Regions from separate parts of the Mus musculus genome. Here region 1 is linked to region 2. Evidence: chromatin contacts called from public promoter capture Hi-C data. All regions are on one chromosome and are shown on one strand. Each heading gives the region's core, a stretch centred on a gene start, on an enhancer-like site or on the middle of the called end of the contact. The rest is flanking DNA. Distances are from core to core; before and after follow the strand shown.

Region 1 (5,653 bases), core at 2,277-4,776, 98 kb before region 2:
GAAGAGAACACAGACAACAGAGATCTTGGAAGCCAGGGAAGGGAGGTACACTATGTTGAGCCTTACAGATCATCAGTGAGAGCGACTTCTTGCTGAAGATGCTGGAAGGCGTCTGCTCCATTCTCACAGCAGCCTTCTTCCCATTCTTTGTTAGAATCACACCATCATCTTGTTCTTATGGAGTTCAAAGCCAGGGGTGGGGTGTTGTGTTTTATAAAAGAAAGGGAAACACCATATGCTTGGTGGAGGCGTGGTGTGGTGTGGAGCAAGGAGGTGCCTCTGCAGGCCCATGCTGAGGCATCCCTTCCCCCTGAGGGACCAGTCATATGACTGTATAGTATAGAATGAGTTTACTCAGGCATGGGGAGTGGGAGATAAGGGAGTAAAGACAGAAAAAGGCAGAGAGAGAGAGAGAGAGAGAGAGAGAGAGAGAGAGAGAGAGAGAGAGAGTAGAGGATTAGAGGCTGGCCATGAGCACATGGAGAGAGAGGGAGGAGGGGGATGGGGAAAGCGGGAGAGCAGGAACAGGAGCAAGAGGACAGAGCAGGAACAAAAAAGCAAGAGAGAGAGGTGGGGGCAAGCAGCCCCTTTTACAGTGAGTCAGGCACATCTGGCTGTTGCCAGGTAACTTTGGGGCGGAGCCTAGACTAAATGCCAACACGGGGTGGGGGCAGGTATTCACTGCTTTGACAACATCCTGGCAAGAGAAACTTAAGCAAGGGAGGGTTTATTCTGGGTCGTGGTTTCAGGGCATTCAACCCACTCTTGTTGAGGAAAACAAATGTCAGCAGGAGCACAGGACAGCTGGTCACACCTGTTAAGAGTCCAGTTAAGAAGCAGGGAGAGATGAACGCTGGTGGTCAGCTCGCAGTCTCCTTTCTATTCATCTTGAGACTCTGGTCCATGAAATGATTTTACAGCATTGAAAGTGAGGCTTCCTTATTCGTCTCTATATTTCTGGAAATATTCAACAAACAAATCCAGAGGCGTGTTTCCATGGTGATTTCAAATCATCGCAAGGTAGATATCATTACTCAAAGATAGGAGTCCCTCTTGTAATATGACAGAGGAGGGGACAGGAAAACTGTCTTCTGCTGTCCACCAAGAAGGGGCAGTGAGGGGTGGGACTGACTGGTAGCAGGAGGGGCCCATAAGGAGATCAGTGAAAGAATTTTGGAGAGTAAAAGGGCCTCTGCTAAAAACATGGGGCCTGATTGGTGGACAGCAAAGGTAGGATCTCCCAAGAGCCTCTTTCCTCTTCCTGATATCATGCAGGCTCAGTGGTAGGTAAAGCAGGATGTGGCAACTGGGAAAGACCACATGGCTTTTGTTATCCTTCTGAAGAGGGACTCGTGGATTTGGGGCTGCTAATACTATAGTTATCATGGTCCTGGATTGTAGCTTAGTAGCAAAACACACACTCAACCTAATGCCAGCCCCCGCCTCATCATGAGCAGCCAAAACCAAAGTTCAGTACTTTGCAAGCTAAAAAAAAAATATGACAATTTCTTTGGCAAGAGTGACCCAGGTAGGCCTGGAAGAGGCACATAGCTTCTAGAAATAGTTTTCAAGTAGGTGCGAGGAAAGGAAGAGAGAAGATGGAGATGGATCTGGTGGCTGAGCTCTGCATCTTCGCGTGGGATGCTGGCCAGAAGGCTGAAGCCTTGATGGTTCTCTGTGCTAAAATGGGACTCGAAGAAGATTGGCCATGACTGGATAATACCCATGCCTACTCAAGGATCTCGCTTTGCTGCCAGAGCAGGCCAGAGACAAGTGGTGGCTGCTCCAAGTCAGTCCTCTCCTAGGAGAATAAGCAGAAGTATCTAAAGCAACATAAACTTGAAAGTGAGTGTGGAAACGCTTGATGGGAAGTGAGCTGGGGAGTCTGTGAGTTCCTGCAGCGGGCAGAGCAGAAGGATTTTGCTCTTCTGCAAGCTAGTTTCTCAGGGTGACTTAGAGGAGTCTCCCCCTTTGTTATCTCTCCTTCACACAAGTCTCCCTGCTCCAGAACCCTCTTTCCTTTTAGGGCTGCAGATGTCGCTCAATGATAGAAACCTTGTCTGACATCCACCAAGCCCCAAGTTTGAAGCCAGAGCATGGCCAAAGCAAATAAATAAATGGGCTGTAACATATTTGTACATCCCAATACTAGTGCGAACGAAGGGCAGCTTCGCCTCCTGTAGCCTCCAGCAGTATGTAGGTCCTTAGGTCTGGCATACCTACCTGTCACCTGAGGTCCTTTGCCTGTCATCTCTGTCCCTGACACTTGAAGCAAGCCTCCTTTCTCTTCTCTATATTGTTCTTTTTTATTTTTATTTTTTCACCTTGGTCTACCTTTCTGGTAATCAGGGCATCCAGAGCAGACTGAATAGAATAGTCCAATAGAAAACAGGAAGTGGGGATGGCAGGGCTGAGTCAGTTCGTTCTCAGCATCCAGATGAGCTTTCCAGACCTGTAACACTTTCATCTGCAGTAGGGTTATACAAGGAATGCCAACAACGTGTGTGTGTGTGTGTGTGTGTGTGTGTAGTGTCGGAGTGGGAGGCAGAGGCTGGATGTGTTTGTCTATTTTTGTTGTTGTTGTTTATGTTGTGTAGCTAAGGCTGGCTTTGAATTCTGATCTTCCAGTCTCTGCCTCTTAGGTGCCAAGATTACTCTTAGTTAGTGGTAACCACATGAGTTTTCTTAGCCTCGAGGTCCATGCAGAAGCAAGTGGGGTTTCTGAGCTTTGCAGTCTGCCTTTGCTGAGGGTTCAACACTCCCAGACTCCTTACACAAGCTCATTCCGGGCTTTATTCCCCGACGGCCAGTCTTGCCCGCGAGCCCCGCTGCTAAAGGATCGCCACATCCTTCAGATCCCGAAACATTGTCCAGCTTGCTCCAATTACTCTCTGCTGCCACCAGGAGTTAAATATTCCCATCATGCCTTGACCCTTTCGAGCAAGTTTGATGGTTGTATCACGAAACAGCGGCCAGGCGGTTTAATTGAATCTCTTTATGTCAAGTGCAAGCAGCCATCTGTGCTGAATAGCAATGTGGAGCCCTTGCGGAGACTTATTTCCTCTTTCAAGTGCTTTGCTGCCATTCAAGACCATGCTTGCAGAAGGGTGTGCTTGGTTTCCTCTGCTTCATACTGGAAAACATCAGATGCTATTGGGAGCTGAAGGCTCATTAGCAAAGCTGAGTTGTCCTGGGAACTGAAAGTAAACCCTAGGCAGATAGATACTCAGGACAATTACCTCCCACGACTTTCTTCCCTAGCTACATCCTTCCCCTGTCTTGTCTCTGTAGGCTGTCTTGATTCTACTGCATGGACACTTTCCTATCTCTGGGTCCTCTGATGATTCTGCCTCATGTTCTGGAATCTAGTAGTCCATCTGAATTCTGCTCTGGGGCTCTTCCACCCTGAGAGCTGGGATGAACGATCTGTCAGCATTGACACGCTAGGCAAACGTCAGAATCAGTCACTCTCCAGTCTTTAGAATTTCCACCCTGAATAGCGGCTCACTTCTACTCACCGCTCATTGGCTGAAACAAGTCACATGAGCACATCTACCAGAAGCAAGCTTCTTAAATGTATGTCTTGAGCATTAGCGTGTTTCCCCTTCCAGTCCTAACACCAGCAGCAGCAGCAGCAGCAGCTACTCAACGCCACCAGTCTTTAGCAGAAGCTCCCATCTGCACTCTCGAAACTCGCTCTCAGTTCTTTCTCCCAATTTGCCTTCCATTCTCAGGTCAGAATAACTCTTACATCACAGCCTTTCCCTAGTTTCACTTTCACTAGTTTTCATTTGCTCCGGAGCCCCAGCCTCCTGTCTTTCATGTAGTCTGTAGGTCTCTGGGCTGGGAACCACCCTTCCATGATTCTCTCCTCCTATCTCCTCCTAAATCCTGGAGTGTTGTGGATGGCTCAGCCCTGCTTGTATTTTTATGTTAATTCCGCTCTCCCTAGAGGGGTTGTCTGGAATGAAAAAAGAATCACCTACTCAGGTGGCTTCTTGAGACCCTCCCCAAATGAATAAATGGACCAATCAGCGGGAGAGTAGGCGGGACTTCTGGGTTGGATGAAGAAAGAGAGGAAGCAAGAGCATTAGGTCTTTTTTGGACAGGGGTAACATGAGGACAAGAGGTAATTATGAGTGTCTCCTGGTTTCAATGGCGGATGTGTCAGGATGTACCACCAGTGGATTTAGATTTAATAAGGCTTACAAGTTAGGATTTTAGTTGTTGTGCCCAGCAATAGAGTTACTATTGTTTCTGAACTAAGTTTGTGTGGCGTTTTCCTTCACGCGGACCAGATGTGTACCACAAAGACCATGGGGCTGGCATGGTAGCGACCCGCCAGTGAAAACTTAGAGAGCTGGGCAGAGACATTTCAGGAGCTCTGGGCCAGAGAGTCTCCGTGAGTTAAAAACAGGTCGGCCATTGCCCACCAGTGCATGGCCAGCCATGCCGCCGAGGTATTTCCCGAAACACTCGAGTTCAGGATCTTTCCAGTTTCGTTTTCCCTACCTAGAAAGCACCTCATCCCATCACCTTCCCACCATGTTCCTGATGATTCTTCACTGTTAGTTGGCTATCCATTTGTTAAAGTCTCAAGCACACACAGATTTCTGTGTAAGATTCCTTGTAGTGAGAAGTTCGCGTTTTTTGCAATTTATATTGTCTATAAGCTCCACAAAGGTAAAAAAGCCTTGTTGTGCTTTCTGTTCACATAGCCTAAGGGCCTAGGGCAGCACTTCATTACCATTGCTCTTACTCATTGTCATAGTTACTGCCCTATTGCTATGAAGAGACACAGTGACCAAGGCAATTATTATAAGAGGAAGCATTTAATTGGGGCTTTCCTACAGGTTCACAGGTTTTGTTCATTATCATTTTGGAGGGGAGCATGGTAGCTTATGGGGAGGTGCTGGAGCAGGAGCTGAGAACTACATCTTGTTAGAGAGAGAGGAAGAGAGAAAGGGAGAGAGACAGACAGAAAAACAGACAGACTAGGTCTGATATGGCTGAAACTCCAAAGCCCAATGCTATTGACACTCTTCTCCAACAAGAGCACACCTGTTAACCCTTCCAATCCTTTCAAGTAGTGCCACTTCCTGGTGACTAAGCATTCAAATATATGAGCCTATGGGGGCCATTCTTATATTAACCACTATATTAGTAACGTGAAGCTAGGTATGGTGGTATATTCTTGTAATCCCAGAACTTGGAAAGCTAGGACAAGAGGATTGTGAGTTTAAGGACAGTCTGGGTACATGGTGAGACTCTGTCTCAAAAAGCCAAGAGCTGAGGACGTAGGTGTGCAGTGGAGCACATGCCTAACATGTACAAGATTCTAAGTACAAACTCCAGTACCACACATAGAAAATTAGTCCATTTGTTTATTAAATAGTTTTTCTTCAGTCATTCCCCTGTTTCTGTCTGCTCAAATCAGACAGTTAGCTTAACTCTGGTTAATTCAAAACAAAGCCAAGTTGTTGGAGTGGACCATCTTGGCATGTCCACCACATTTTCTGTCACTTCACAGTCACTAACAAAGCTGTCATTCATTCTACCAAGACCTCCTCCCTGTAGACCTGTGGTCATCATACATCTTCAACACGTGGGAGTTGAATGAACTTGCATCGCATCAAGTGGAATTCATCTTGTC
Region 2 (5,592 bases), core at 2,895-5,394:
ACGGGGTAGCCCCAGGCCGCACTCTCTGCTCTCCAAGCATCTCTCCTGGGCGGCGGCGCAGGGAGCAGGCAGGGGTTGCGTGCTCTTCTGAAAATCCGCCAGCCTGCGTGCTGCTGAGACCGCTGCCTCCTCCTCTGCTTCTTCCTCTTCCTCCTCTTCCTCCAGGTCTTCCAGGTCACTCAGCCTCAGCCCCCGGGCTTCCTGGCTGGCAGTAGCATCTGTAGGAAACCAAGAGCGAGTGAGAAAAGCCTAGCACCCTAGGGAAACTCAGAGTCCTACCCAGAGAGGCTTTTAGCAAGATGCGCTCGGCACTTCAGCATTCTCTCACCATTCTGTCCCTCTCCCAAGCTCCAAGGCTGTCTGTCTGCCCCAGGGGAAGAACTGCCCTCACTGCCCGGCCTGCCCCTCCTCTCAGATCTCCTGGACCCAGCTAAGCCAAGGGAAGGTTACTTTGCACTGCTGGGAGTCTCTAGGTTATAAAAAGAGGAGGGACGTTTTTCTTTCAACTTCAGCACCCACGGATGACTTGGTGTCATGGTATTTAATCCAGCAAATATTTACGCGTGCAGAGCATCGTTTCCACATGAAACATTTAGCAACTACAGCAGTAAAGCAACCGTCTTCCAGGGGAGATGACCTTCTAGAGGGGTAGACGGGGACAAAGTGCAGAATATGGGAACTGAGCAAAACCGAACCCGAAGGGGGCAGGGGAGTCTTTCTGAGAGAAGCATTGGAGCTGGAGGTACCCCATTTCCTGTGAGGCACCAGTGCAAAGGCCCTGGGGTTTGCACTGCCACCCAGGGAAAGGGTAGGTGGAACATCTTTTTTAAAAGAATCTGTAGTAGCACAGATGGCTTTGGATCTTATGTTTAATGTCATAAGGAGGCCCACCAGGTGGGCTGGTGACTTGTTTGTACCTTTGGTGTCACCATTCAGGCATCCCAGAGAGTCTTCTCCACTGTCTGCTTTCCTCTCCTCCCCTCCCTTGTTCTTGGGCGCCCATGTCATCTTGTTCTCCTTCTTGAGGCGCCGGCGCGCGTTGGCGAACCAGGTGGACACCTGGGTGAGGGTCATCTTGGTGATGATGGCCAGCATGATCTTCTCGCCCTTGGTGGGGTACGGGTTCTTGCGGTGCTCGTGGAGCCAGGCCTTCAGTGCGCTGGTGCTCTCCCTTGTGGCATTCTTCCTGCGGCCAGCACTGCTCAATTCCACTCCGCCATACCTGTGGGCAAACAGGGGCTCAGATTCCAGGCGGGGAACCAGAGGCTTGGCCAGCAGAAAGGTCAGGGGCCCGGAAATGTAGTTACACTTCTTCCCCTTCATCCACAGGGATGAGGGATGACCAAAGGAAGCCAGCTACCACTGTCCGAAATTTCTCACCTGTCGTATTGATACTGCCCCAGAGTTGTTTCATAGGGGTAGTAGGCCCCTGGCTGGGTCAGGCTGGGGGCAAAGCTTCCTGCAGCATCCTTGAACTCATACTGAGGATTCTGGTGGGAGAGGAAAAGAAGAGTCAGGACTACACAGGAGAAGGATATAGTTACCCATGTGGGATCAATACCCCAGCACCACCCCCTTGAATTTGCTATGCCATGCTGGGCATAGCTTTTTAATTTCTATGCCTCAGTTTCTCCCTTACTAAGACTGAGGCAAGGAAGGCAGTCATACTGGCAGAGTACTTGGTAGAATCCTAGAAACAGAATAATCAGTGACTGAGTATCAGTACCACAATGGCTGCAGCTTCTGAGTCCCTCACCACATATAGCCCTCCCCAGCATCATCATGGGAGAAATATCCCTGACTCTTGGCATGCATGCTTGTGATTTGGGTAAATTACTTGAACACCTCTGCACCTCAACTACCCACCTGAAAGTCAAGAATCATGTTGATTTACCTACCTTAATGAAGTATAAGAAGTACAAATGTTTCCTAAGCAGTGTGGAGTTCTACAAACTGCAAAGTGCTCTGAACTAGGATTTGTCCTTATTCACTATGCTGTTTCCTCAGCATTGTCTGTCCCATTTAGCTTGTCCCCAGACAAGGTCACAGTAGAGCTCATCTATGCTGATTGTCTATACTCCCAAGTCCCAATATTCGCCAAAGAGTCCCAGGCCCCATTCCATTACTTACCAGTGCGCCACACAGTGTGGGTGGCTCTGGGCCATAGGTCAGGTACCCAGGGTAACTCTGGGCAGCTGCATAGGGTGCTCCATAGATGCCCAAGGCAGCTCCCAGCTCTGGCCGAGCACTGCCCAGCAGCCGACTGTCATAGGGTGTACAGCAAAGAGTAGAGGCAGAGGTGGAGGCTGAGGCCACATCTGACACTGGCCGAGGGGCCGTTTCGCAGCAAGTGGCACTGGAACTTGCAGACACCAGAAACTACAAGAACAGGAAAGGAGTCAGTCATTAAAAGTTTAAAATCTAGAGGGTCCATCGACTGGCTGCAGCCAGAGGAGATTATGCAAGGAAGCTGCCTGATGCCTTTATTCCTTGTTCTACTAACCAAATACCACCAGGTGCAGAATCTCCCTGCTGAGCACTGGCATAGGGATTTCTCGATGACAATTTACCCAAATTGCTCTTATAGATGCCCCCAGGACATTGCTAGGGCTCCGCAGTCCTGGGGAACTTTGGAAATAAGACCAAATCCTTGTCTCTCCCCCTTCTGGGATTCTACAAAGGCAGAATTAAAAGTTAGCCTTCAAGACCATCACCAACATGTCATTCCTGTCCCCACTGTACTAAAAGGGAATCCACTCACGGTCAGAGTAGACCGGTCCAGGATCCCACAGCAGGTCAAAGGTCAACCTGACACTGAGTGCCAAGAGGGGTGTGTGTGTGTGTGTGTGTGTGTGTGTGTGTGTGTGTGTGTGTGTGTGACTATTTTGGAGATAATGGAGAACAGTGATGGGCATTCTCAGACTTCTCCAAGGAAAGCCTCACCACTGCACAACGCCCTGGTTTGGAAACTGGAGGGAAGCTGAAGTAGAGAGCTTAGAAAAGAGTGGGATTTGGGATCGGAGCAGAGGTCAACAAATGAGCAGTGCAGTGCCAATGCGCTGAAGTCCTTTTGTTTTCTCCTGAGAGTACCCTGGCCACCGAATCTGTCCAAGGGTAACCCTGACTACAAGTTCCCTCAGATCCCACCCACCTCGCACACAGAGTGCGTTTCAGGTGGCACTCAAAGAGTGAAAGCTCTCAGACTGGCATCAGGATGTCAGCGGGTGCTGTGGCACATTTCCCGGTCCGTGCTCTTTCTGACTTCCCTTGGGTCAAGGAGAAGAGGAAGCTCGGGGATTACTGGGCATCCCTCTAGCCTGCCTCTGCCACCCCCACCCCCTAACTCTACTCACCTGGGATGTGCTGCCATACGGGTGTCCAAAAGGTGAAAAGGCCATAGCAGGGCGTCTTCAGGGACTTGAGTCCCTCTTTCCTTTCGAGTCCCTTGCTCAGCTCTGTGATTCGATGACCCCAGCAGCGCAGCGCAGCGTCTGGTTTTCTTACAGGGCTGCAGGAGCTGGCCGCCAGTTCGTTGGCAGGAGGGGAGAGACGGGAGGCAGAATCAAAGGCAGAGGGGCTGCCGAGTTCTGCGATTGGTAAGGCACCCCTACGGCCTGTGGGTTCCAGAAGGCAGAGGGGCCCATGGATCGGCGGCAGAATTAGGAAGAAGGAGTAGGGTGCCAAAGGCGCGCAGGGGCAAGGTGAGGTACAGCGCAGCGTCGGGCTGTGAGGTTCCCGAGGTGTCCCAGTCCAAGGTGGCCAGAGGCTCAACGTGACGTCACGGTAATCCCCGGCCGCCAGAGGGGACCGCGGGCCCCGGGGCCCCGGGCCACCGAGTGTGCCAAGGGCAGCCAGCCCGTGTACATGCACGCACTCTCGGATACACTCGTTCTTGCTCTGCGAGGTTTGTGCAACGGGCGAGAAACGTCAAAGACCCTGACCCTCGACTCGCCGCTAGATCCTACCCTCTTTCGCCTGCAGCTCACGCGCGCGCGCGCACACAGACCCTCTCCAAATTCCCCGGGAGAAGTGGGAAATACGCCTCCCGGCGAGCCGTGCGGGCCCAGGGTGCAGCGTGCTCGCCTCCTCCCCTGCGGCCCCCGAGGAGGCAAGAGGCAAGCGGGGCGGCGAGGGAGGAGAGAATACAAAAGAAGAGCCCAGAGGAAACTGGGGGAGGCAGGCAAGGGGGGAGAAAAAGGAGGGAGAGGAGAGCTGAGGAGTCTGATGGCGGGGGTGGGGGGTGGGGGGAGTGGGGTGGGCGAGGGCTGGGAGGAGGCAGAGCCGGAGCAGGTGGAGGAGAGCAGGGGCTCGCAGGACCAGCCTCCAACTACAACCCATCTCCGCCTCTCCTCTGCATCAAAGTTTGTTGGCCCCTCCGTCCCGGGAGCTCTTAGGGTTGGACCAGCTCCAGCAGCTTTGATCAAGCCCCCCGGGCAGCCCATCTGTGTCCTTGGGGATGTGGCTTGGGTCTCAGTTTCCCCAAATCGTTGGCTAATCCCAGCCCTGGCCAGGTCCTTGACCTCTTGGGCGTCTCTGCAGAGGTCTGGCCCTGGGCTAGACCGACGAGCGCCCCCTCCAGATCGAGGTGCAGCCTCTGTAAGAGAGCTCCCATACACGCACCAAGTCTGATCCCTTGCATCTGTAGGCTGCCAGCCAAGAGTCTGGGCCATCTCCGCCAGAGGCCAGGCTTGGCTCCTTCCCGAGTGCCGCCAGCGGTGTCCGCCCCAAGCCCGAAAGCGGGGCGAAGGCTTCACGGCCCCAGGGCTACCTCTGCACTCCTCTTGGGGTGGCGCTGGCGAGCCGTAGAGGAGAGCTCCGGAGGGAGTAGCGCCAGGGACACTCAGCTGGGCCCAATGGTGTAATAAACTCCTTCGCTGGCTTTTCAAAAAAAAGCACCGATGCCTCTGGAAACAGGGGGTTGCTTGCAAGACTTCCGGACAGGGGTGGCCAGTTAGCAAGTGCTATAGATTTTGCACACTTACAGGCTGACACCATTCCGAAGACATGTCTAAGGATCAGGAGGGGCTTGCAGACTGGCGATGAAAGGTCTTAGGTGGCGCTGCTGCGGCACCAGGTGGGGTTTGCAATTCAGAAAGCCTTACCTTTCAGTCGCCCTGTCACAGCGCTAGTGCACTTGACAGGTCTTGGACGGTCCTAGATCTTTACTATACCTCCTCTAGGGGTTCCGGAGTTTGTTCAGGGACAATGTTTTATTTTTCTATTGAAACTCGAGACGGTGTGATCCAGGGGATACTGAGAGCTCTCAGTTCTTGCCAGGAGAAAGAGGCAAGGTTGGGGGCCCAGGCAGGAAGTCCCTCCACAAGTTTGCCTCTGGCCTCTGACTTGGCAAGCCACACCCAGTGACCTCTTTAGAATGGCACTCTAGGCTCAGCATCTGCTCACCTCTCACAGTTTATGTTTAATAGACAAGGAGCTTAAAGAGGGCACAAACCACAGATGAGTCTACAAATCCAGCTGCTGCCACAGGCCATGGTTACCTTGGTGAAACCTTGCTTTTAAACTGGGAGCGTCCTTGTAAGAAAAAGAATTATAGTCGTTGCCAGATTGACGTAGTGGTAAAAAGTCACGGTA

Evidence for each region. Promoter capture Hi-C pulls out the DNA fragments that hold promoters and counts their contacts.
Region 1: a contact with region 2 is called in a promoter capture Hi-C map of embryonic stem cells, with 2.5 times the contacts expected there. The contact joins the enhancer-like site here to the promoter of Irx6 in region 2. A contact is called at or near these places in 2 of 39 promoter capture datasets (both in embryonic stem cells), 4 of 484 Hi-C or Micro-C datasets (embryonic stem cells and nephron progenitors), 3 of 115 datasets of contacts at active chromatin or transcription factors (all in embryonic stem cells) and 3 of 9 other capture datasets (adipose tissue, embryonic stem cells and liver).

The regions. Positions count from the first base shown.
Region 1 is chr8:92,770,379-92,776,031 of GRCm38.p6, reverse strand. No RefSeq gene overlaps it. Among named protein-coding and RNA genes, the nearest start is that of Mmp2, 54 kb to the left of the region's middle. Within about 2 kb of position 3,526, at least 26 of the 459 cell types and tissues checked have an H3K27ac peak or open chromatin away from gene starts, as enhancers often do. A contact at or near this core is called in adipose tissue and embryonic stem cells, where this site is marked.
Region 2 is chr8:92,672,841-92,678,432 of GRCm38.p6, reverse strand. It overlaps Irx6 (Iroquois homeobox 6), which reads right to left and starts at 4,144. Exons shown (of 6, transcript NM_022428.3): 1 at 3,354-4,144; 2 at 2,131-2,379; 3 at 1,381-1,490; 4 at 918-1,222; 5 at 1-218. The coding sequence starts at 3,398.